Linked DNA regions of Mus musculus: region 1 is linked to region 2. Evidence: chromatin contacts called from public Hi-C data. All regions are on one chromosome and are shown on one strand. The core of a region is the stretch at or near the end of the contact, and the rest is flanking DNA. Distances in the headings are between cores, read along the strand shown.

Evidence for each region. A called contact is a pair of places that touch in the nucleus more often than the background predicts.
Region 1: a contact with region 2 is called in a Hi-C map of bone marrow-derived macrophages, with 16 read pairs. The contact joins two enhancer-like sites. A contact is called at or near these places in 1 of 15 datasets of contacts at CTCF or cohesin (the NIH/3T3 cell line), 1 of 484 Hi-C or Micro-C datasets (bone marrow-derived macrophages) and 1 of 115 datasets of contacts at active chromatin or transcription factors (embryonic fibroblasts).

What each region holds. Positions count from the first base shown.
Region 1 is chr12:35,832,379-35,836,619 of GRCm38.p6, reverse strand. No RefSeq gene overlaps it. Among named protein-coding and RNA genes, the nearest start is that of Gm40388, 88 kb to the right of the region's middle. Within about 2 kb of position 2,824, at least 100 of the 459 cell types and tissues checked have an H3K27ac peak or open chromatin away from gene starts, as enhancers often do. A contact at or near this core is called in bone marrow-derived macrophages, where this site is marked.
Region 2 is chr12:35,382,843-35,386,676 of GRCm38.p6, reverse strand. No RefSeq gene overlaps it. Among named protein-coding and RNA genes, the nearest start is that of Gm26071, 56 kb to the left of the region's middle. Within about 2 kb of position 2,271, at least 13 of the 459 cell types and tissues checked have an H3K27ac peak or open chromatin away from gene starts, as enhancers often do. A contact at or near this core is called in bone marrow-derived macrophages, where this site is marked.

The DNA of each region.
Region 1 (4,241 bases), core at 1,575-4,074, 450 kb before region 2:
TTGGAGAGTCCCCTCTAATTTTGTGGTGGTTCTCTGGACTGTGGCTACTTATGCTCCTGAGCCATTGGAAGTCCTGGTGGCTTCAGGGTCATTTTGCTTTCCACGTTGCACTCAGCTTATGCTGGCCACCACAGGCTGTCTGTCTCCCTTTGCTTCTTTCCAGTGTAGTTTCTTCTCATCATGGATTTCAAGCAAGGCCTCTGAAGAGGTGTGGAGGGCCATCCTGTGGGCTCCATCCCTTGTCACCAGTGATGGTTAGCAATATAAGTAAGACTCTTCCTGAGACACTTGACTGTCTTCAACTGGGATTCCAATATGACCGAGGGGTTTAACGGGTTCATGGAAATTGGGTTCGTTACAAACTTAAGCTCAGATTACATTTAATATTGAAAATTACAGAACCAGGTAGCATAAGCCCTCTGTGTTGGGGGGAGACCAAAATGCTGCTTCGTTCATCCATGGACAAATGTTCTCTACTTGCATCCTCATGAGGACTCACTACTTTTGAGGTAACCCCTGCTGCATTTGGACAGCATGGTCTGAGGGAAATTCCTTTTTTTGTTGAGCTTGATATTTTTCTCTCTTTTTGTGGTTGACATCTGAGATACCCATCTTCGTTTCTACTTTGAATCTCTGCAGGAGAGGCTCATTGCCCCTCGGTCTTCCAGGCAGGATGCCCATTCCCACTTCCTTCCCTTCCATTGTGGCATCCTCACTGCCAGCCTGAGAACCGATTCATTCATTAGTAGTCTGTTTCTAGTTCTTGTAACAGGAGTTGTTCATGTCTAGGTATGAGGCCTTCTCGCTGCTCTCCCTGTGATTACTTCTGAAGTTAGAACCTCAAAAACCTCAAAACACTCTTGAGTATGGAGTGGGCATATAAAATGTCCCAAGGAGATTGCGGTGTACAGTTTTCAAGTTTTCAATATTAATTCTCCTCCGACACATTTACGTTTATGTGGCTGGTGTTCTAGACATCTTACCAGCATAGGGTGCTTATCTTTGTCTTCTCCAAAGGAACACTTATTTTAAGTCTTGTTTCTGGGTGTAATGTGTTCACTCTCCTCTTTGACTTCACACATCCTCTGTGCTTTGTAAATGGACCTTTCCTACCATCATCAAAGCATAAACGACCAAAAAGACATGAATGAGATCCCTCGAATTGTCCTTGAAATACCATTTTCAACGTCCATCTTTTAACTGGGATGCCTCATGGTTATCCAATCACTTACATTTTACCTGATTGTAGAAACACTGAACCATTTTCCCATTTTTCTTAAATAACATTACAAACCATATTGATAAAACTCTTGATGGAAAATCCACAGAATAACCGTCTTTATCAAAGCAAAGAAGTAAAGATAATTCTGTACAACTGCAAATCTCCAGGGCATCCAGATACTCATGTCTAGTTGGCCATTTTTAGAAGTCTCCAATCACCTGTCCTGGAACTTGTTATACAAAGCACCATTTCTAAAGTAGACCTTTGTGGGGAGTTGTTCTAGTAGCATGGAGGGTGAGGGTGGTGAAGACACAATGAGTTATCTGGGAAGAAGACTTTGGAGACCAGCACCAGAGTGCAGATCTAGGTTAATTCAGGATTTCACTGGCATATGTATACATACTTCATTCAGTCAGCTATAGTCCAATAATCTTGAATGGTGTGCAACTGTGTAATGTGAGGGTGTACGTGAGGAACAGCATGTCCTAGCAGTGTGTTTGTGGACAGAGGGCAGGAAGCAGGCAATGCCCTGGGCTTGGCACCATTTTGTGTGTCTCTGGTATGTCGGACCCCATTATGTGTCATGTACTTCTGGAGACTCAGGTCTGCTCAAGCAGCTGGAGGAACCGGTTGTGCTTCTCACATCTTCTGTCTTTTAGAGACACCATCTGGACAGAGACTGTGCCCTCAGACCCTGCTGAGGTTGAAAACAAAACAAAAGAACCCCAAGCCCCAATTCTCCCAGCGTTTCCTTCTTTGTCCCCACCAAACTATCATTGAGTCACATTTTGAGAACTCTTGCTTGCCCAAGCTGCACTTTTTCTACTAGGAAATGCAGTTAATGTGAAGCCATTTGATGATCTTAAGAGTCCCTAGAGGATGTGGGGTTGCTCCCCACTCCAGGCCCAGCCAAATCAGACCCTTGACTGTATTGACGAAATGTCTCTCTCCTCTTATCTTGTTGGTTTAAGATAAGCTGATACAGAATTGGATCTACATTTTTCAATGCTGTTAAAATTGGTTCTAAGTCGGGGAACATGTTACCCTTTTACCACCCAGAGGCAAACAAGTTCCAGAAGAGGAGCAAGCCAGTGGTTGACGTTGTGCTCCTCAGTATTCTAGTACTTGGCTTTCAGTATCAAGGTGCAGCAAGCCGCTGGCACTCCATCCATGGCTTCTGTCTTCTAGGAAGGAATAAGACATTTTCTATGGAGATAATGTCATCCACTTTGTCTAGAACTTCACAAGATGGCAGTAAGAGAACAAATCATACAATATTTGAGCAGGTTAGTTTTTCACGCTAGTGAAATTGATTTAGATTACTTAGGATAAGAACAGCTACTTGGTGATGCAGACTCATCTCTCCCATGACTGAAAGAGGCTAAGTAGGCATTCTCCTCTCCTCTCTTCTCCTCTCCTCTCCCCTCTCTTACCCTCCCTTCTCCTCCCTTTCTTCTCTTTCTTAAGAATGTCTCATGTAGCTCAGTCTGCCTCCAACTTTCCATGTAGCCAAAGATGCTCTTTGACTTTTGATCTTCTTGCCTTTACCTCTCAAGTGCTGGGATTAAAGGGGATCAAGCTCAGGGTGTTGTGCATTCCAGGCAAACATTCTACTCACCGAGCTATAGCCCCAGCCCACAGGCATTCTTTCCTTATATCCTTTGGTCTTGTATTTGCCCTAAGGAATAAATCTCCTGTTTTTGACCATTGTTTTTGCTGCAAAAACTACGAATAAAGCCGCTCTACTGACTATAAAAATGTAGAGATGTTTCATCTGGAAATTAGTCTTGTTAGCCTACTTTTCTGTTTGTTTTTGTTCCTGTGGTCTGTGTATCCACAGAGCATTCTTCAGCTTCCTCATTTCCCTGCTCCTCTCTAGAGATTGCTAGTTACTCAGTCAGAACAGCCTTTTCTCTGCCTTGCAACCAGAATGAGTCACACTCACTTCCAGATTCTTGAATCATAGGGTTATGAATCTTTTACTTCTTGAAAAATCTTCTCCTGTAAGTTTTCAAGAGGGAGCATTTAGTAAGCAATTTTCTTTCCTGCTAGGTCCTTGCCCTGTTCCCAAGCCATGTGATTTGTCTAGAACGTTGCCTTTTCTTTTCTAATGTTGGGTGCATGACTCCAGTTCACCTCTTCTGTTTTCATCTCCTGTCTAGTGTTGCTTCAAGGATAGTAAACAACTCAACCAAACTCTTTTACTGAGACTGTTGCCAGGGGCATTGCAGATCTTTCCCACCCCCACATACAGGGGGAGGGAGGATAGGGAGTAGATGACCTCATAGGTGGCAAAAGAGTTATAGAGCAGGTGGGGTGAAAGCATTCTTAAGCAAAGCCTTCCAGTGTCTGCTTACTAGTGCTGCTGAAAGAGGCTGAGCTCTGAGTAGACATCCCAGGAAAGGATTAGACTCCAGGAGAACTAATCTCAAGATTTCTCTGCTTCTTTTCCTCATCTCAGTCCATAAACAACCCAGAGAAAATGGATCAGAACATGACTGCACTTCTGGGAAAGGGAACAGCAGAATGGGACATGGATCAATTAGTTTGAGAGGAGTATGAGGAACGGCATGTTTATAATATTTGGAAGGAAGTTAACATCAGTTAGTAATTTCTCTGTTCCCCAGAACGTGATCTTTGAACAACTCTGAAGGCAACCAGTTCTCCAAGATTAGTAAGGACCCTGATCTAATTAATCTAAAGTTAATTATTATTTAATTTACATGGCAAAGGAAAGGAGGAGGAATTTTACACTTGCCACTCGTGGTAGGTGTATATATGTTCTGTTCTGTTTCACCCTACACAGAATTTGTAATAAAGAAAGAAGAGATGCATTTTCAAAGCTACAACTGTGTAAGGGCTATGGAAATATAAAGAAACTGGAACAAAGTCCCTATTGTATAGGAAATATTCAGGGAAAACCAGTTAACTGTGGCTGTTGTTGATAATGCTGTTCACACGCCTGCTGGGGGAAGCACTTGCAGAGGACTGAGGCTAGTCAGGGTATGCACAATGGCTG
Region 2 (3,834 bases), core at 1,022-3,521:
GTGAAAGAATTGAATAAAATGATCAAAGACCTAAAACATGAAAATAGAAATAATAAAGAAATCACAAATGGAGGCAACCCTGGAGATGGAAGAATCTAGGAACAAGATTAGAAACTACAAATGGAAGCACCACAAACAGAACACACTAGTTGGAAGAGATAATCTCAGGTGTAGAAGATAGCATACAAGATATTGAAACATTATTCAAAGAAAGTATACAAATTTCCTAACACAAAACATCCAGGAAACTTGGGACACAAGAAAAAGACCCAACCTAAGAGTAATAGGAATAGAAGAAGGTGAATATTTTCAGTTCAGAGGGCCAGAAAACATTTTCAACAAAGTCATAGGGAAAACAAAAAACAACAACAACAACAACAAAAAAAAAACAAACTTCCCTAACCTAAAGAAAGGGATACCCCTGAATATACCAGAAGCCTACAGAACCAATTGAACCAGAAAAGAAAATCCTCCTACCACATAATAGTCAAAACACTAAGTATACAGAACAAAGAAAGAATATTAAAAGCTACAAGGGGAAAAGGCCAACTAACATATAAAGGAAGACCTCCCAGAATTTTGATATCTCAAAAGGGACTCTAAAAGCCAGAAAATCTTGGACAGATGTCTTGCAGACCTAAAGAGACCACAGATGACAAGCTAGACTATAATACCAAGCAAAACTTCCAATTACCATAGATGGAGAAACCAAGATATTCCACAACAAAATCAAATTTAAACAATATCTTTCTACTAATTCAGTCCTACAGAGGATACTAGAAGGAAAACTCCAACACAAGGAGAATAACTACACCCAAGAAAACAAGGAATTAATCATCTCACAATCCCCCCACAAAAGAGAATTTCACACAGACAATTCTACCTCGAACAATATAACAGGAACTACTAATCATTGGTCATTAATATCTCTCACCATCAATGGACTCAATTCCTTAATAAAAAAAAAACACAGGCTAACAGACTGGATATGTAAACAAGATCCATAGTTCTGTTGCATACAAAAAATACACTTCAGCAACAAAGATAGACACTTATCTCAAAGTAAAGGGCTGGAAAAAGTTTTTCAAGAAAATGGTTCCAAGAAACACACTGGAGTAGCCATTGCTATATCTAATAAAATAGACTTTCAACCAAAAGTAATCAAAAGATATGGGGAAGGATACTTCACACCCGTCAAAGGAAAAATCCACCAAGAAGTCTCAATTCTGAACATCTATGTGGCTACCCATGCTAGTCCATGTTCTAGTAGTTGATCTCACACCTATGCATATATATGGACTCAGAGGTAAATGAGAGAGAGAAAGATGGAGGAGGAGGAGGAGGAAGAGGAGGAGGAGGAGGAGGAGGAGGAGGAGGAGGAGGAGGAGGAGGAGGAGGAGGAGGAGGAGGAGAACTACATAAAGCTGGGAGATTGAGGTAAAAGTGATGGAAGTGATAGAAGGGCAGTTTCAGGAGAAGGAATGCAGAGTAGATTTGTGAATTTTATTTGCCATGTTTTAGTTCAGGAGACTATGTTCTGTGGAAGCAAAGATCCTACAGAAGCATATTGTAAGCCTTTACGCAGACATGGGTGTTAAACATTCAAGAAACTTGTAGAATCAGCAATTGAACTTGAGGTGGGAAAACTTCACAACTTGGAGGATATTTATAAAGTAAAACCACCACGAAGAGAAATTGGTGAGTTTTTCTTCCTGTATATTTTCATGTAAGAAGGAGTTCAGGAGAGTGTCTCTGAATAGCATAGCCTCCCGAAGAGGTCAAACGTGGGGTCTATTCCTGTGGAAATACTTGCATGTATGGTTGAAATCTCTGACTAAATCTTTTGCAGAAATCCCTACTGCATAAGCACAGGAATTCATTTGTCTCCCTTTAGTCATTAACATTTACATTAATTAAATGAAGTACATCTGTCTGCTTTTCCTAGTTGATTTTATTCTGTGAGCTTCAGAAAGACAATGTGGCATGACTATTGCACATTAACCTCAGTAGTCTGCTAGAAGTTTCAGTGTGCCTTTGGCTATAGTAACACTTTCTTCCATGGTTAAAAGTTCCTCTAGGACTTTCAGTAGGGAGTTTTATGTTCTCCCCCACCAGGCAGCTGGCATATAGAGTTCTAATGCATCCCTCTGATGTGGTCCCAGAGTTTCCTAGTAGCAAAGGTTGAGAATCTAAGTTCTGTGGCCTTTAGGCACAGCGCTCCCACTCTGGCCTGTCACCATCTGGAGCTGCTCGTTTCCTCAGATGAGGTTGGAACTGAGCTGCTTCTCCTTTTTGGCCTTGATTTGCAGCTTCCTGGCCTAGGAATGCGTAGTTTTGAAATTAAGGACTGAACCGAAAGTTTCTGCCAAATGTCTCAGACCCCTGTACATTTGACAGCTGAAGAGCTTGAAATCAGTTTATTAAAGGAAATGATGGCTTAGAAAGGTGATTTATACAGAAAGGTTTGGGTTCAAGCTGGAAGCACATGAAGCACATGAAGGAAAGTGAATTTATCTTGCAAATGTGTATGTGGGTGCATGAGGTGTGTGGGGTGTGAGGGGTGTTGGCGGCATGTGTATACAGGGATGTGTGAGGATGTGTGTCAAATAGAAGTCAACGTCTGTATCTTTCTTAATGACTCTCCATCTTATTTTTCTCAGACAATATGCCCCAATGAACCTAGGCTTCATCAACTCAACTAGGCTGATAATGACTGAGCCACCTTTGCAAAGCCTCCATACAACTCAAATAATTTTAAAACATATATGTTGCTGGAAGAGTCTCTGAGATGGGGTGGAATTATCAGCCATGGGACATCAAAGTGATTTATCAAGTGATTTGAGGAAGATGAAGAAATGATGCATTTGTGTAAAAGAGCACAACATAATTAAAATACCCTCTACCAAAGCCTCTAATATTCTGAATAAGCTATGCTCATAGCTTTTAGCTTTAACATACATAACACTGAGAAGGAAGAAATAAAAGATTTTTGAGTTGTAAGTATTGTAAGCTAATACTTGCAGAAAGTCTAACAAAGAGAGACATTAGGGGGTAAGTAAATGACGGAAAATGACCTCTCCTTATAGAAAGAAGCATGAAATCCATCTGGAGCAGCTAAGTCAGCTTGAATCCGTGTCAGTGACTTCAAGTGCACTCAATCACTTTGTCAGCTGCTTAGCCTTGGCTGTTTAACTTGAATATTTAAAGAATGAAACAATTCATGTGTTTTCATTCTTTTATATCTCTGGCATTAAAATAAAGATCAAACTAAGAGTCCATGTGTCATGAGCCAGTTATTTCTGTTGCAAATCTCTTTTCTTAATTTACTGGGGGGGGGGAGAGACAAATTACAATTAAGTATGCTACCTACCTTATTCCATCAAGTTCTGGTTAGCAGACACATACTCTTATCGTACCAGAATATGTTCTGAAGCTTATAAATAGCCTGGCACAGTTGACAATTTGCTTTCAGATAATCTCATTACTATTTGTCACTGCTCTAAATCTTGACAAAATTAAAACCAACAATTTCTATTTGGTTCTACACATGAAGATCCAGTATACTTCATTATGATTACTTTGGGAGACTTTGAAGTTATAAACTATGTCTCCTATAAAATTCTTTTTTAAATGTTTTCAGTATCATCGAATATAAGAATATAATACACAATGTTTTGTTTTTATGAGTATTAGATATTTCTCTAACACAAGCTATTGTTCATGCTTTCCAAATCAACTTGTCTTGCTCCTCTTAACTGACTTATTCCCATTGGATTGTGTCATATTCTCCCTAAACAGATGTCTTTGTGGTCCTAGTTTTTTGTTGTAGAATAA